5 separate regions of the Mus musculus genome follow, and regions 2, 3, 4 and 5 are each linked to region 1. The links are chromatin contacts, called in public HiCAR-type, HiChIP or PLAC-seq and Micro-C maps. All regions are on one chromosome and are shown on one strand. Each heading gives the region's core, a stretch centred on a gene start, on an enhancer-like site or on the middle of the called end of the contact. The rest is flanking DNA. Distances are from core to core; before and after follow the strand shown.

Region 1 (3,086 bases), core at 176-2,675:
GCCACTAGACTCTCGCGCGCCGCCCCCTCTGGCACCAGCGAGGTGATACCGGCTTCCTGTGTCCCGGACCCAGTCGACGAGGCCGCGTCCGCTCCTCCGAGTGCGGCGGCAGCGGCGGCGGCGGCGAAGGGCGAGGTGGCTGGAGCCCCCGGGGCGGCCAGAGGAGTGATAGAAATTTCAGGAGCGTTGTCGTTGACGTCTCGGATGCGCACGATAACCTTGCAGGTGGCTGTCCGGGGCCCTGGACCTCGGTCTTGAGCCCGCACGTCCAGCTCGTAGGTGTCCTGGCGCTCGTAGTCCACCTGCCCAGCCAAGGTGAGGCGGCCAGAGCGCGGGTCGAGCCGGAAGAGGTGGCGGGCTTCGGGAGGGGTGCGGGCGCCGAAGGTGAACACAACGTCGCCGTTGGGACCTTCGTCGGGATCGGCAGCGTCCAGGTCGAGCAGCAGCGATCCCACAGGTGCGTCCTCGGCCAATTCCACCTCTGCCACGGCACCCTGTGGGAAGGCCGGGCTGTGGTCATTGGCATCTAGCACACGCACGCTGAGGGCTGCTGTGGCGGAACGCGGCGGTCGCCCGCCATCCTGAGCCACCAGCTCCAGGCTGTAGGAGGCCTGGCTCTCGCGGTCCAACTCCTGTAGCAGCACCAGGTCCGCACACTGGGCACCGTCCGCGCGCGTCTGCAGCTCCACGCGGAAGGGGCTGTGAGGCTCGGCTAGGCGTACACTCTGCAGCCCGTTGGCACCCACGTCCTCGTCCACGGGCACCTCCAGGGGGATGCGTGTGCCTACCGGAGCGCTCTCTGAGACCTCCACCGGGATCTGGGCTCGGGGAAAGCGGGGCGCGTGGTCGTTTACATCCCTCACCTCCACCTCCACGTGCACCAGGCGGAACTGTTCCTGCGAGAAGCTGACAACATCGAAGGCCAGCACGCACTGTGGGGACGGGCCACACAGACGCTCACGGTCCAGGCCCGCATCCCCGACGGTCAGCTGCCCGTCGCCCTCGCGTACCCGGAGCAGAGAGCTGTTGAATTGCTTCATCAGGCGGAAGCTTGTGTCTCCAGACACTTTCATGTGCAGGTCTTCTGCAAGGGTTCCGATGACTGTGCCAGGGGCATCCTCTTCGAACGTGCTGTATCGGACTGTCTTGCTCTGGGCCACTGAGAGCACCCAGCAGAGACTAAATAGCTGCAAGGGGAAAAGGCAAGGGCTGCCCCAGCGCTTCGCAGGACTCATATCGCCAATCCCCAACTGCTATTCCGAAAGGCTAACCTAAAGAGTCTTCCCCGGCGTGCAGATCGGAGCGTGAGTCCCAGGCTCTGCGAGCCCCGTGCGGGAAAAGCTGCAGCTCCGGCTCGGGCTGGCTCGGAGGACGCGCAGACCCACCCTCACTCGGCGCCTCCGCCTCCTTTCCCTGGGCTGGAGCTGCGCTGGCGAGCGCCGCCTCCGTCTTTATAGCTGCCGATATGCAAATCACTGGAAGGGGCCAGCCAATGGTCGCTTAGCCACAGCGCCGCTCCTCCGCCAACCACCGACAATCCCTTTAATGTGGAAAGGCTTAGAGGAGAAAACAGGGAAGGAAAATGAGGGAATCTTTCCTTTGTTTTAAAAACTCCTGCTCCCATTTTCTGTTAGCACCTTGCTTGCAATGAGTTAGCACTGGGCTCTGAAGTAAACGAAGCTGATGATTTTTGGAAATTGGGTGCCAGGCACCCGGTCTCTTCTGCCCGCCGCTGCGGGTACTAAGCCCGAACAAGCTGGGTTTCTCTTCAGAAGCTCCGGGTCTCACATCCTACCCCCCATCCGCCCCTTTATTTTGCATTTTAAAGGCTTCAAAACTTGCTCTGGGGAGCGAGGCTCTCTGTTCGCCTCCTCCCTCAGCTTCCCACCGGTGTGGGGAATAACCTGTCGATGAAGAAGAGTGAAGGGTAGAGCAAAACTGATTTTATTCACATTTGTGTACGCAATTGTGTTTTGCTCGTGTGAGCACCGGTGCCACTTGCCTTTCAGAAAAGAGCCCTGCGATACACGTTAGTATGCATGTCACTGTTCAAATGGCTTCCTTAAGCCCTAGGTGCTAGCAGGCAAGGAAAAATAAAGTTCCAAATAGGATTTAGCATAAGCTTGAGGAGATTTGGAAAGGTTTCAAAGATCAGACTGTATCAAAGGCTTATGAAGCCCTCGTTAGTAGTGGAAATAGAATGGCGTGGCAGGCGATCCCATTGGAGGCCCCGATGTCTGTATTATTTCACTATGACAAGCTAGAGGGGGAGAGAAAGTTGAACAGTTTCCACAGTAGAGTTGGGCTAACTTGAATATAATGAGCAAACGCCACATGTCTCCATTATGCCTCTCTATTCACCCTCAATCCGTGCCATAACTCTCAGGCTAAACGGTGATGGGCGCTGAATCCCACACAATACCGGGTTCCTACTAAAGTGCATTTAGAGATCGTTTTCCTCCTGATGCCTTGTTCCGCCTATTTAGAGGATTTGCTTTCTGTTCTAATAGGGCCTCTCTGGAAGCAACACTCGCCCTGTTCCAGAAGAACAAAATCACAGCGTGACGTTGAAACCTGGCAGGAACCTGGGGTAACTTAGCCATCTGCCTATGAAACCGTAGAACTTCAGCATTACCACTTTCCCTGGCTGGGGTCCTCGAGATGCCTCCGTAGGTATCCAGGTATCTCCACTCCCGGAGCTGAAGGACAGGTTGTGCCAACCTGGAACAAGACTGATTCTTATTGATTCTTACCGAAGGACTCTATTGAACAGGCGATGTAAATACACAGGAAGAAGGGAGAGTTACAAACACAAGTCACACACTTGGAGAAATAAAGACAATGAGTTTGCTAAGCATGTTGCATTGGGCCTCTATTCTTCGGAATCTGGACCATGTTCCTTCTGTAAGGGCCTTTTGCAGGTCTCTTCCCTTCAGACTCATTTGGACCGCTTTCAGAAGAGGAGCAGGGGTTTGCCCCGAGTAGGGAGAATACCTGAGAGGTAGGACTGGGTGGACAGTGCACTGGAGGGGATAGGGGATGTTTGGGATTGCAGGAAATGCATTCTGAGCCATTAAATAAAAATC
Region 2 (3,086 bases), core at 299-2,798, 420 kb after region 1:
ACCAACATGCTTAGGACCTTGCTCTCTTCAACTGTCTTCAACTGCAGTATAGCAAAAATAAAGTCAACCAACTTCGGTCCCTACAGGGCATGCTCTCCACACTGGATCATAATCAAAGCGGAGAATTTTGGGGCATGCTCTCTGACCACATTGTAATGAAGGGAAAAATTAATCATGAAAAGATAACTAGAAACTTCCCTAAGTGTTTGGAAAAATAAGTAATCAGTGTAATGAGGTAAACCACGGCTAATGATAGCATCACACTTGAAATTAGAATTCAGTATTCAGAAGAAGGAGTAGCATGCTGCTGACATGAAAACCGCCATTCAAAGGAGGGAGAATGGGCTCTTTCCTTTTCATTCTCTTTGTGTTGACGTTTGAAGAAATTTGCCAGTGTGACACAGAAATGTCATGGTAGGGTTTTTACATTTTATTTATTTTTTAAGTGTAGTGCATTCTTCTTATCGTCAAATGACCGAGTTAGAATGGCTTTCTGGGACAATTACAAACACTGAACTATCAGGGGTTAGCCAGATATTTCTATCACCCCAAGTAGCTAAGTATTTCTTTTCTCAACATGGGAAGTCCTACTCTTGTCTGGCAGATGTTCTGGATTTCAGGGAGGCACTTCATAATAGTATTTAACCAAAGATAGTGTGAAGTAGTTAAGAATCTCACCCTCTGTTCCTCTGAATATAACGGAAATGGAAAGATAAACAAGAGACAAACCAGGTATTTTTGTTCTACATCAGAAGAAAGATGAACTTGTAATGAAAACAAGTTATTGTTTTTCATGTGCAAACTTTTAAGAGATTGTTATTATTTAATAATAATAATAATGGTGTCACATGGAAAGTGGTGCTCTTTGGTTCATCCTCCATCTCTCTGTGGAAGATGATGGGTCACCAATGCCAATAGGATTAAAATGCTGGTCACATTAGGGGCTCATGAGGACAGACATTATGTTATAGCATTAGCTATTGTACTCTGAGGCCAGCGTCTTCTATTGAATGTTATAACAAATTGAGTGCCACAGATTAATCACAAGAGCTAATTTTAGTGAATTAAAAAGCCTGTTTATTCCTCTCATTGCTCATAGCTTTAACCTCTAAGGCAAACTCAAGACCATCCACTGAGAACTCTGCTGGCTTCCACTGGAAATGTAAAATTCTTCCTTGATATTAGAATGAAGGGACTGAGTTTGTTATAGGGAGCCCATAAAACAAACTTCATTCTTTCTGGAGTAATTGGCTTCCTGCTGTCAGGCACTCTGAAGAGAGGGCTGACAAGCCTTTGAATTGGTGTGTTAGTCCCTTGCTTGTGTGTCTCTCAGCATGCTCTGTTTATTTTCCCTTCTGTTGGCACACCCTTCACTTGGTAAAGATGAGTTTGGATTTTTAGTGTCCTTTTGTACAGATTTATTAGTGATTTGTAGCTGTTTAGAGTTCTCATGCCTCAACAATTGTTCAGTTCTCAGATAGGCAAGGACACGTGGACTTGGAAGACCTTGGAGTTCTGAGTGGCCCCAGGTGGCCCAGGGACTTTGACCTTTTCCAGGTCTGGTGTTCCTGTGTTTTCCCTGACAGACTCACTTGGCGTTTATGAGAGGGAGAAAGTAGTTTTATTTTCAGCATCTTGCCCTTTAGTCCACTTTAGAGTGCCATTGCAAAAATTTTCCTTTCAGAGGAGAGCTCTACCCTAAGAGATTACTTTGGGGAAAAGATATCCCAGTTCTCAAAGTACTGGAACAAAAGTGGTTCTGGGGCACAGATTAATAGGTAACTAAATCAGAACAGAAACATTTTTGAAGGTGGCTGACATGCAAAAGCAATAATAGAGGTGCTGAAATTCCCCAACGCCTGGGCTTACTTGATGGGGTCAGACTGAAGTGAGGAGAATTCAGAAATGCCACTTTGTGACTCTCATTAACTTCCTCTTCATTGGTACTCATCCCTACCAGGAAAGGAATTGCAATGAGGAAACAGGATCTTACAAAGTGAATAAGAAGGAAGAATTTTAAGTATCTTTTGAATCCTATTTATGAATTGCAGAAGTTTCCATTTGAAGTATGTAACTGGAATGCACATTATTTATTTATTTATTTTTTGTGAGAGTGGGCACAGGGCCAAATAGTTGTTCAAGCTAGCCATAAACTTCTCATGATCCTCTGCATCAGTCTGAGATTATAGATGGGTAACAGCAGATTCTGCCTGGGATACGGATGTGAAAGATATAAATTAAAGCAACAACTTAGGAGATAGTAGAGGGGGTGGCGGGAGTCTTTGACTTAATTAAAGCAAGTCGCCTGATATTTATGTGCTCATTTCTCTACGTGAAACCTGAAAAGTTTGAGTAAATGTTAAAAGTTTGTAAGTTATGTCTACAGTAGTTATCAGACTTGGGATAGTATGTTACAAGTGCTATGGGCGGATATCATGTCTGCTTACCACCCCTACGGTAGTGGAGACATAGTTTAAACAGCTAAGTATCGGAGCAATACAAGGACAACATCATCTGCACCTGAGGAGAAGGAGACTCACACTTACAACACTGTGATCATCAGCCCTTCCTGCAGATTTTGTGGGCTGTTGTATCTTCTCTCATAAGCAAGGCACAGACTCACTGAAAAACTGCTGCAGGGACATGGCAGATGTGTACAAGGCTTGGGTATACAACAAGATGCTTAAATAAATGTACTGGATTTTATGGTGTTGTTATGGTGACAGCACTGAGGGATCACATTTGTTAGTTGTCTCCCATGTTGACTTTGGCTATGTGACCTGTTTAAGCAATGGGACCCTAGCAAATGTGACAGAAGCAGGGGCTGAGCAAATGCTCGCTCATAGGTTTGTCCTGTCACTTGTTACTTTTGTAACCTAGGTTTGGTGTGAAGAAACCTTCTGGCCTGTTGGCGACATGTGGCTCAATTGACAGTATATTCTATCAAACTTGAGAAGGAGCTTAGTCAAATAAGCCCTGTTTGTGCTAACAGATGACTACAATCAAATCACAGGGCAGACCCAAGATTAGACCAGAAAAGGCCCCTTCCTGAACTTAGCCCTGACTGATTGCTTATAGAACTAGAG
Region 3 (3,086 bases), core at 186-2,685, 400 kb after region 1:
TGGCATTTAAATGTTGTAGTGTAGGAACTAACCCCAACCAGTGTAAGCACACACACAAACACACATACATATAAGTTAGGCTGAACCACAGGGAATTGCTGTTCTTGCAAGTAAAAAGCAATTTCATCTGGCTCAACCATTTGGAAGGTATAATCAAGATGATCAAGTTTTGCTTTTGTTTTTGTTTTGTTTTTAAGTTATTCATGGGCTGGAGAGATGGTTCAGCTGTTAAAAAGCTAGGCACAAAACTAAAAATCATTCATTTCCCCCAAAGAGTACGGGCTCCTTTAAAATCAACCCAATAGAGGTCTGTTTTCAAAAATGATGTGTGGCCTAGGGCATTTTCCGGAAAAGTCCTAAATTTGAAGTTTTTATTCACTGTCTGTTTAGAAATCAATCTTTATCTTTCAAGAAGGAACTAGATCTTGGAAGTAACTTAAAGTCATCAAAATTACTTCTTGTGGTTAAAAATAATTTTCACTACATGGAACTATTTTGAGAGGTTTTGTTTGTTTGTTTGTTTTAGGACCAATTTTGAATGTACTGAGATTTCCTTGGGTACCACATCTACCGCCAGAGCAACAGGATTTTGCATCTAAAAGATGTTTCAGAAACCAGCTGTTCTACCAGTCCTTCAGCCTTATTAAGAGAAATTAATAATTGAACCTTGGGCATCCTACCACAGAGATTTCGATGTATTAAATTTATGAAGAGATCCAGAAATGTACATTTGAAATACATTTGACAGGTAATTTTGAGGCAGGAAGCTGTCACCGTGCTTGGAGTGGATGCTCTTGTTTGCAGAGATGGACTCTGAAGTCCAGTGACCTGTTCAAAGTCATTCTGCTAGACAGTTGATCCAAAGTAGCAGAACTCTAGGGGAGGACTCCTGGGGGCAGTAAGGGAGGACTCCTGGGGGCAGTAGGGGAGGACTCCTGGGGGCAGTAGGGGAGGACTCCTGGGGGCAGTAGGGGAGGACTCCTGGGGGCAGTAGCGGGAGGTGGTAGAGGCTTCCAAGGGGTTATGTAAATTTAAAACAAAGACCTGTATTTGTTGGCTAGTTCAATGCAACCATTTTTTTTTTAGATCCCATAGATTCTCATTTAAAAAACGAGAATTACCCTGAGTTTTGTGTACTGTTAATGATCTTCTGTTTAATAAACATCAACCACTCTGTTCTTATCTAAAAATCTGAATAATATTTCTTAGTAGCCATTGCTTTCTCCATCCTTTCTCGTTTTCATAGCCCCTTTCTCTAGTGTCCCCTACTGACATTCCTCTCCACGACTTTAGTCACATCTGGGGTCTTGGTGTGATCACCAGACAGAGCATCATTGTTGAAAGGTTCTTCTCATTATAATAACTCTCTGGAATTCTCCCTGAGAGGAACAGCTGGGTCTTTTCACATTTTGTCTTTATGCCCAATTAACCCCTAACTACAGCCCTACTGAGTTGTTATTGTTGCAAAGGAAAAAAATCAACTGTGAGACCCACATGTCTAGACAGTGAAGGACTTAGCACAGAAATTCCTTCTTTGTGCCAGAGGTTGCCAAGTGAGTGGTGCAGGAGATAGGAAGAGTAGCCTGCACAGCTGGTAGCAGCTGTACTTGCCCATGGGCTCTTCAGACCTAGTTTTGAAGCCAGAGGCGCTAATGATGGGGACAGAAAAAGAACAACAGCATGTGGCATCCATGCAAGGTGCCAGTACTTGTATCTCTTCCCCATCTGTTCCCGTCACCCTTGCACTCTCCCATTTGCTCACACATGGATAGGCAATGGGTGACCAAATGCTGCCTGAGGGACTGGACCTGATGCTGTTAATTACTAGGAGTGTTGAGAGCCAATTATCTCCACAAAACCAAAACATCTTCTTATAGCATTTCAAATGGACATTGTTTCATCCGGGGTGGAGACAAAGTGGACACTGTTGCTTGCTTCAAATGAGAACAAAAACAAAAACAAAAACAAAAAAATCACGCTCACTTCTTTGCATTAGTATTATCGGTTTTCAAATGCTATAATGACTCAAAGAATGAGACCTATAATGTAGACAGGGTAGCTCTCTATGGATGTATTTGTATGTCTCTTTCCAACTGTGTTGGATGCACACATATAAAATGCAGATCTGTCTGCGAGCTTTTACATACACACTGCGAGTGCAGTGTCTGTTTTTGCTTTGGCAGACCAGTCTGACCATGCTTTGTGTTTGTATCACTGGATAATGTCTCCGCCCATTCTTTCTGCATTCCCAGTTGATTTAAAGATGTCATCTACATTTTGTAAAACCTCCATGGATCACAATAGTACATACGTGTCTTTAGGTATTTGTTGAGAATCTACTTCAGGGCTTCATTTATCAAGCATAAATAATTGGATAAAAGCCTTCGAGGTAACTCTTATCTTTAGTAAAAGTGAACTGATGCTTACATAAGACTAATGAGGTGTAAATGTGAAATAATTTTCTGATTTTCTGGTCAAAACATTTCAACTAAGGAAAAAAAAAGGTAGAAAATGAATTAAACATATTTTCTGCTAACTCTGATTAGTGTCATCGGACAACTGCTCAACTCTTTTCTTTGTTCATAAGCACAAGTCGAGTCATTTCTCTCCTGTGTCATTAATGGGAGAAAGAAGGAGAATTTGTATAGCAAGTGTGTCTGTGTGATTTAGTCTCTCCAGTCCACAGCGGAGGCTTTAGCTATGACGTTAAGTACCTAGAGGAAATGGATGCTGATAAAGGCATAATTAAGCCGTGGAAACACCTGGGAAAGGCTGGATTTTTTTTTCAGGTATGCATTTAAATCCTCCTTTGTTTCTCTATAGGAGGCTCCACATGCCCTGGCAGATGCCTATATTGGGATTCATCCTGGATGTGATTAATGGGAACTTGAGAACATTGTCCCACGGAGTCGTTCATACCTTCCCTGGGGTCCTCGGAGTGTGGTAGGAGCACATCATGAAAGATCTCACCTCGGTGGAGTTTTAAGTGAAGGTAGAGGGTATGGGAAAAGCAGTGTCCATCCACTGGGGTTTGAAAGTGACATCAAGTTGTTTCCATACATAAGAATATCCACTTTACATACCTC
Region 4 (3,086 bases), core at 356-2,855, 380 kb before region 1:
GGTGTGCACACATGCACATAAATAAATGTAGTAAAAAAATTTTTTAAAGGTCCAGCTTTGACTATTGAGGTTCACTTGATAATTAACAAAGACAGTGGGCTATAAGCAGAAGAAACTACTGAGGAAGAGTACAAGTGTTCTTTAACTAATCCTGATCTTTGTCAGCTACCAAAGGAGTGAACACTTCTGACATTTATTTGCCACACACGCTTCTCTACTAACTGTACCAAACTGAGATTTGAAACATTATCATCCCAAGGCTAGATGTGGTATCCAGAACTGTAATCCCATCACCCTCCAGGCAAAAGCAGATGAGTTCAAGGTTATTTTTGGCCAACCTGAAATATATGGCCATCTCAAAAAAAAAAAAAAAAAAAGAAAGAAAGAAAAAGAAAAAAAAAGAAAAAAAAAAAAGAAAAAAAGTAGTCCCCTAGTCCACTTGTATCATTGTTAACATTCTCAATGCTACATGTCAAGCTTCTGTTGGCTTGAGCCAGTACTAAGTGTAACATTTTGTCAGGTGATGGCAACAAAGTATTAAGATCAGTGTTTCCTTACTCAACAGCTAACGCTATTCAGCCACGTGCTCTCAATACAAATTCACCCTGAAATCTAAAAGCTTGCCCAGCAAGTAGCACATTCTCAAATTAAAAGGGCAGCTTAGAACATACCGCTATTAACTCATTTTCTTTTCTAAATCTTTAAGAGCCCCGCAACATACAGAGAAGAAGCGTGTCACCTCTCTCCTCCCTGAAAGGATATAACCTGGTCAAGGTGCCAAGGTGGCAGATATGCTGGCACACTCCCCAGAGAAAACTTCTTGTCTGGGCACAGTGGCAAATGCCTTGAATCCCAGCACTCGAGAGGCAAAAAAAAAAAAAGCAGCTCTAAAATCTAGGCTAGCTTTGTCTGCATAGAGAGATCCAGGCCAGCCAGGGCTACAGAGTGAGCATGTCTTAAGTAAACTTTAAAAACGTAAAACCGAACCTCGTTTAGCTGGGCATGGGTCTAACATGACCAAGGCAACTTGTTATTAATCATCATTATTACTATTCTTATTCAGGCTTCAAAGCCACGTAAAGGGTCTCAAGCACAAAGCCCTTCTCCGCAGCTTTCATCACGAGGACGAGTTAGAAGCAAGTTTCTGGCAAATCACTTCCAAAACCGGGCCCGCACAAACATGCAAACTCTCCCGCACAGAGGCATGGGCTCCCGAGGATCGCGGGCTCCATGTTCCCGTACCCCGCAAGCAGCGGTGCTTGGCCCAGCCTGGACCCGAAGCAGCTCGGACTACTCCGAGGGGAGGACTGCAGGGACCCGCTGAGCCCGGCGCCGGGGTTCCGGCGACTCGGCCGGGGAACTTTCTGGAAAGCTCCCGCAGTGGGGAGCTCCAGAGTCAGGGAGGGAGCGCCGCGGGGGAACGGAAGGAGAAGCGGCCGGAGGAGAGCCCGGCTCGGTGGGAAAGAAAGCGCGCAGGGGTCGGGCGGGCCACCGCTCACCAGCACGCGCTTGAAGAGGGCGCTCTCCTTGGCGGGCAGCTGCACGCAGGGCATCGTGGCGGCGATGGGGAGGCCTGCTCGAGCGACCAGCCAGGACCCGGGCCGCGGGTTACCTCGGCGGGATGCCACGGGAAGCGGAACACAGCGCACTCCAGTGGGCGGCCCGGGAGGGAAGCCCGCGCGCGCCAAGATGGCGACCAGGGCTCGCCCCGCCCCCCCGCGGGGTGCGCATGCGCAGTCTCGCGGCCAAGAGAAAGACTAGACTCTTCTCACCCGGGAGGTCTCCGGGTCGGTGCAGGGCTGTGGCTCCTGTCACGTCTTAAGCGCCTAGTCATTTACTCGCCCTAATCTCTGGACTGTTCGTCTCACGCTGGTTATTAGGCTTCTGTCCTAGATGATGTAAAACTGTTTTCCGAGTTAACTTTTATTCTTTTGTGCAGTGGAAACCCTGCTTAATACCACGAACACTCTTGGTTTAGAATCCATTTGTCCTTCCTTTTCTTGCTGTTTTTAAAAGGACTCTTAAAAAGAAGCCTTAAACCGGGCGGTGGTGGCGCACGCCTTTAATCGCCTTTAATCCCAGCACTAGTTCTGAGTTCGAGGCCAGCCTGGTCTACAGAGTGAGTTCCAGGACAGTCAGGGCTATACAGAGAAACCCTGTTTCGAAAAACAAAAAACAACAACAAAAAAAGAAGCCTTATCTTTTCATTGCATATGAAAGTAGTGATCAGACCTTGAAATGATGGAACTGGCGAGACAGCCCCTTTAGGCAAAGGATAGGAAGGAGAAAAAAAAAAAAAAGTCTCAGCCGCGAGGGAACCCAACATTTTCAGTAATAATTGCAGAATTTTTACAGATCTACTGATCCTCGAGTCTACTGCCTCTTTCACCACATAGACTACCCAATAATGGGAAAAACAGGATACAATCCTAGAATGTTTCAGGGATGACTTCTCCAAAAAAATGAAACATACTAACAACACGCAAGAACATACAGATAGACATCTGTGACAAGAAGGATCACATACCAGATGTTGGTGTAGTATTAAAAGGTGTGTGTAAACATATGTATATAAACATATAAATTCTGAATCCTAATTTCTGCACGTGCCTGTAGTAATAGTACTGGAAAATCAAGGGCAAGAGGATTACAAGTTCAAAGCCAGGCTAGGCTATGTAGTGAGAGCCTTTTTTTTTTTTTTTTTTTTAAGGGGACGGAAGAAGCTACAGGAATCGGGAAATGGCACATCCTATAAAGTTCATTCTCCAGAACCCTTTTGCTTGTTTTGTTTTTCAGAGACAGGGTTTCTCTGTGTACCCTTCGCTGTCCTGGAACTCACTCTGTAGACCAGGCTAACCTCAAACTCAGAAATCTGCCTACCTCTGCCTCCCTAAAGCTGGGATCAAAGGCGTGCGCCACCACTGTCTAACATGGAAGGTGACTCAAGATAGGGTTGCCCGTGTCAATCACTTGCCAGAGATAACTATAGGTAATAATTCTACATAAGACACCACATTGACAGATGCAATGTTTGCTTTCAGGTGAACTTCATCCTATGCCCCCCACTCCGTCCCCTATGTTTGAGA
Region 5 (3,086 bases), core at 164-2,663, 370 kb after region 1:
TCTATCCTCAGACTCAAAGCCCTGGCAGCTTCAATTACTCATTCACGCATCAAGTAACAGTCCTTAATTGAATATGAGGCTTTATGTGGGATGTCCTTCCCATCCCCTATAGCTCCGATCTTTAAGTTCCGCTGGAAATGATCTTACTGTCTATCAGCTCTTTCACACCAAAGGCCAGAGGACATATCTGCCTAAATTGCTTTGCACAGGTTCATCTCTCAAGCTGAAGGTTTTTCAGTGGCAGCTAATGGTTGTCATAGGGAGGAACAAAAAGGGCTCTTGGACATGCTTCTTTTTAAGCGTCCAGGGAACATTTTCGGGCTCTGCAAAGATTGCTTTACAGAGCAATTTTCACCATTATCTGCTGAGAATAAAACCTACTTTACGAAATTAAATTAGCCAGTCTTTCCTCCCAGATTCATTTCTCCTCCTTTAGTGTGAGAAACCCATCTCTATTTAGCAGGCCATGTAACCTCTCCTACCTCGTTGTTCAAATCATTTAGTAAAATAAAAAGGCTTTAGAAAAGGAGGTTGCAAATATAAACACGAGTGCAATTAAGATCTCAACTCCATTACATTAATATAAGTACTTTGCATGGAGTTCATTACGACGCGCATCAGGGTTTTAATGTTTTCTCCAGTTAGTGCCATTCTTAGTTAGAAGGAAATGGCGTGCTATAGGAAACAATTGCTTGTTGGGTTGGAAAAAAGTTCGAATAGGATTCCATTGTGATTAATTAAACTCACACACTATAAAGTATGAAGAACTAAACAGTTGTTCTTCAAATTGACAGCCTATTCAGCGGCAAAAAGAGATTTATAACATTAAGTTTAAAATTTCCTGATATAATAATACATTATGGAAATCATTCATTTTCCCCCTTTCTGCTAGAGATGTGGTGAACCCTCATTCCCCCCCCCCCCAACGTGAAGAGTAAAGGCACAAACAAGGAGGAAAATGGAAGAAAGGGAAGCCTTAATGAGCAAGCATAGGCATGATAATATGGATAAAAGCCTTTATTTTCTCTCCATTACCCGCAAATTATTTTCTTCAAACATTTTTGTCAGACAAGGCATCGTCTTGGCAGTCAGCTCTAAATGTATGCTGCCTTGCTGAGGAGGGGCTGGACAGCTTTCTCCTTGTGTAACAGCCTTCTTGGAAATCATCGCCCAAATTGCAATACTGCTCTTCTCCTTTTTTTTTTTTTTTCCAGTTCCTTTGCTAGTCTGGCCCCTTCCCCGACTCCCCTCAGCAGGGCTATCAGGAAATAACCATTGTCAGCTCTGAGAATATGAGGCAAGCCACATCAGGGCATCAGGGCCTTATAACTAGCATGTCTGCCAAGGGGATAATGAGCTCTGCTTTGAAAAGGGCCCCTTCCAGCCAGCCTTTCCTCCTCTCTGCTCTATTCTGCCTTCCCCTTGTTGTTCTGCCTCCCTGTGTCATGCTTCGCATCTGTGATTTTCTGAGTGTCCACATCCCTCCTCGGCCAGTGCATCAATTTCCTCTTCCCAACCACTAACTGAGCCCCAGCCCCTTCCTCCTCTGCTATCTTTCCCCCTCCCCCACTCACCTGTCCTCTTAAATTCTAAGTCTCTCAGTTGCAATCAAGATCCTTGAAACCAAATAAGGAGTGATGGAGCACGTCTCTGGAGAGTGTCTTATATTAACTGGCAAGACTCAGGAACTGCTATTAATGAATACAGGCAGCTCCCGGGGGTCAGCCAGTGTTACTAGGGCAGCACATTCAAATAGTCTTTGTCATTGGGAGATTCGGTGGGGGAGTCAAGTGCTGGAGGAGACAGGCACTTCCAAGCCTACAGCAGAATGGGTGTGATGCTTAAAATGTTGCTTCTTTTGCTGTTGCCCTTTGCCCCCTCTGTAGCCTGCAGTCAGCCCCAGCAGCTGCCTGAGCCAGTGAGCAAGACAGGCCTGAAGTGAACAGTGACAAGATTTAAGCCTTCTTTATTGTTCTGAGAATCAAAGAAGTGTTCCTTTTAAATTCCTCCACTTTGTAAGGAAGCAGCTTTCCCGAGGAGAATGGTAGCTTTGTGATCAGGAGCTAATGGGTTAAGACAGTGCTAGCCATACCTGTTTTGGGGAGATGTAGACTTAAGAATCTGAATTGTCTAATTTCTCTAAGATCGGAAGTGATAAAGTAGACATAAACACAATGGAATTGGCTCCTTAATGTTCCTTTAATGGACACTTTGAGAATGTCAAGAAGCAACGTCCACCAAACCACAAGGACCTCAGCACTGTCTCTCAACTTCCCAACTTCTTTCCTTGTAGCCACATACATTTTTCTTTATAGACAAGGGTTATCCAAGAACAGAAACGAAGGGTTAAAAAATATTTCGGGAGTCAACATATTAGGAAACTAGTAATATGCAAGTGATTCCTCTTTTGTGATTTTTAATCTTTGATGACTGTCTTTTTTTTATTATGTATTTTCCTCAATTACATTTCCAATGCTATCCCAAAAGTCCCCCATACCCTCCCCACCACTCCCCTACCCACCCATTCCCACTTTTTGGCCCTGGCATTCCCCTGTACTGGGGCATATAAAGTTTTCCTGTCCAGTGGGCCTCTCTTTCCAGTGATGGTCTACTAGGCCATCTTTTGATACATATGCAGCTAGAGTCAAGAGCTCCGGGGTACTGGTTAGTTCATAATGTTGTACCTACAGGGTTGCAGATCCCTTTAGCTCCTTGGATACTTTCTCTAGCTCCTCCATTGGGGGCCCTGTGATCCATCCAATAGCTGACTGTGAGCACTTTGATGACTATCTTGTAAATGTAGGAAAACCAGAATTTCGAAATCTCAGCTAGAAACCTATTTATGCATACTAGCTGTTGCTGAGAAGTGGGACATGGTCCTAGCTTGTAACTCTTACAACTTTCATGGACCTCTCAGAGATCTTAGAAAGAAAGCACTAAATGTATGTCCACCCCACCCCTAATTAACTGCAGTTTCAACACCACCCTTCCCCTCCATACAAGGATTGTCTAAGAAGAGTGAGCAGGTTCATTACAATCCTTTCCTAGCTAATCTGGTTCAGTTTCTTCTTGTGTGTTGATGTTCT

What was found. A called contact is a pair of places that touch in the nucleus more often than the background predicts. HiCAR-type assays count read pairs that join an accessible place to other places. HiChIP or PLAC-seq counts read pairs in DNA pulled down with a chosen protein or histone mark.
Region 2: a HiCAR-type map of kidney shows a contact between it and region 1, with 11 times the contacts expected there. The contact joins the enhancer-like site here to the promoter of Pcdh8 in region 1. A contact is called at or near these places in 6 of 39 promoter capture datasets (cranial neural crest, frontonasal cranial neural crest, hippocampal neurons and 3 more), 4 of 484 Hi-C or Micro-C datasets (cerebellum, embryonic stem cells and uterus), 12 of 115 datasets of contacts at active chromatin or transcription factors (craniofacial prominence, differentiating embryonic stem cells, embryonic basal ganglia and 9 more) and 2 of 9 other capture datasets (embryonic stem cells and pancreatic islet).
Region 3: an H3K4me3 HiChIP or PLAC-seq map of neural tube shows a contact between it and region 1, with 4 times the contacts expected there. The contact joins the enhancer-like site here to the promoter of Pcdh8 in region 1. A contact is called at or near these places in 5 of 39 promoter capture datasets (cranial neural crest, frontonasal cranial neural crest, maxillary cranial neural crest and 2 more), 2 of 484 Hi-C or Micro-C datasets (cerebral cortex and nephron progenitors), 11 of 115 datasets of contacts at active chromatin or transcription factors (SST interneurons, VIP interneurons, craniofacial prominence and 8 more) and 2 of 9 other capture datasets (embryonic stem cells and pancreatic islet).
Region 4: a Micro-C map of embryonic stem cells shows a contact between it and region 1, with 3 times the contacts expected there. The contact joins the promoter of Naa16 here to the promoter of Pcdh8 in region 1. A contact is called at or near these places in 5 of 484 Hi-C or Micro-C datasets (all in embryonic stem cells) and 3 of 115 datasets of contacts at active chromatin or transcription factors (embryonic stem cells and epiblast stem cells).
Region 5: an H3K4me3 HiChIP or PLAC-seq map of neural tube shows a contact between it and region 1, with 5 times the contacts expected there. The contact joins the enhancer-like site here to the promoter of Pcdh8 in region 1. A contact is called at or near these places in 5 of 39 promoter capture datasets (cranial neural crest, embryonic stem cells, hippocampal neurons and 2 more), 4 of 484 Hi-C or Micro-C datasets (cerebral cortex, cortical neurons and nephron progenitors), 10 of 115 datasets of contacts at active chromatin or transcription factors (VIP interneurons, embryonic basal ganglia, embryonic forebrain and 7 more) and 1 of 9 other capture datasets (embryonic stem cells).

Annotation. Positions count from the first base shown.
Region 1 is chr14:79,769,887-79,772,972 of GRCm38.p6, forward strand. It overlaps Pcdh8 (protocadherin 8), which reads right to left and starts at 1,426. Exons shown (of 3, transcript NM_021543.4): 1 at 1-1,426. The coding sequence starts at 1,235. It overlaps Gm9748 (predicted gene 9748), which reads left to right and starts at 22. Exons shown (of 2, transcript NR_154550.1): 1 at 22-315; 2 at 2,511-2,856.
Region 2 is chr14:80,193,698-80,196,783 of GRCm38.p6, forward strand. No RefSeq gene overlaps it. Among named protein-coding and RNA genes, the nearest start is that of Gm31776, 50 kb to the right of the region's middle. Within about 2 kb of position 1,549, at least 5 of the 459 cell types and tissues checked have an H3K27ac peak or open chromatin away from gene starts, as enhancers often do. A contact at or near this core is called in kidney, where this site is marked.
Region 3 is chr14:80,171,551-80,174,636 of GRCm38.p6, forward strand. No RefSeq gene overlaps it. Among named protein-coding and RNA genes, the nearest start is that of Gm31776, 72 kb to the right of the region's middle. Within about 2 kb of position 1,436, at least 12 of the 459 cell types and tissues checked have an H3K27ac peak or open chromatin away from gene starts, as enhancers often do. A contact at or near this core is called in VIP interneurons and neural tube, where this site is marked.
Region 4 is chr14:79,389,063-79,392,148 of GRCm38.p6, forward strand. It overlaps Naa16 (N(alpha)-acetyltransferase 16, NatA auxiliary subunit), which reads right to left and starts at 1,606. Exons shown (of 20, transcript NM_025832.2): 1 at 1,500-1,606. The coding sequence starts at 1,553.
Region 5 is chr14:80,137,803-80,140,888 of GRCm38.p6, forward strand. No RefSeq gene overlaps it. Among named protein-coding and RNA genes, the nearest start is that of Gm31776, 110 kb to the right of the region's middle. Within about 2 kb of position 1,414, at least 22 of the 459 cell types and tissues checked have an H3K27ac peak or open chromatin away from gene starts, as enhancers often do. A contact at or near this core is called in VIP interneurons, cerebral cortex, cortical neurons and 2 more, where this site is marked.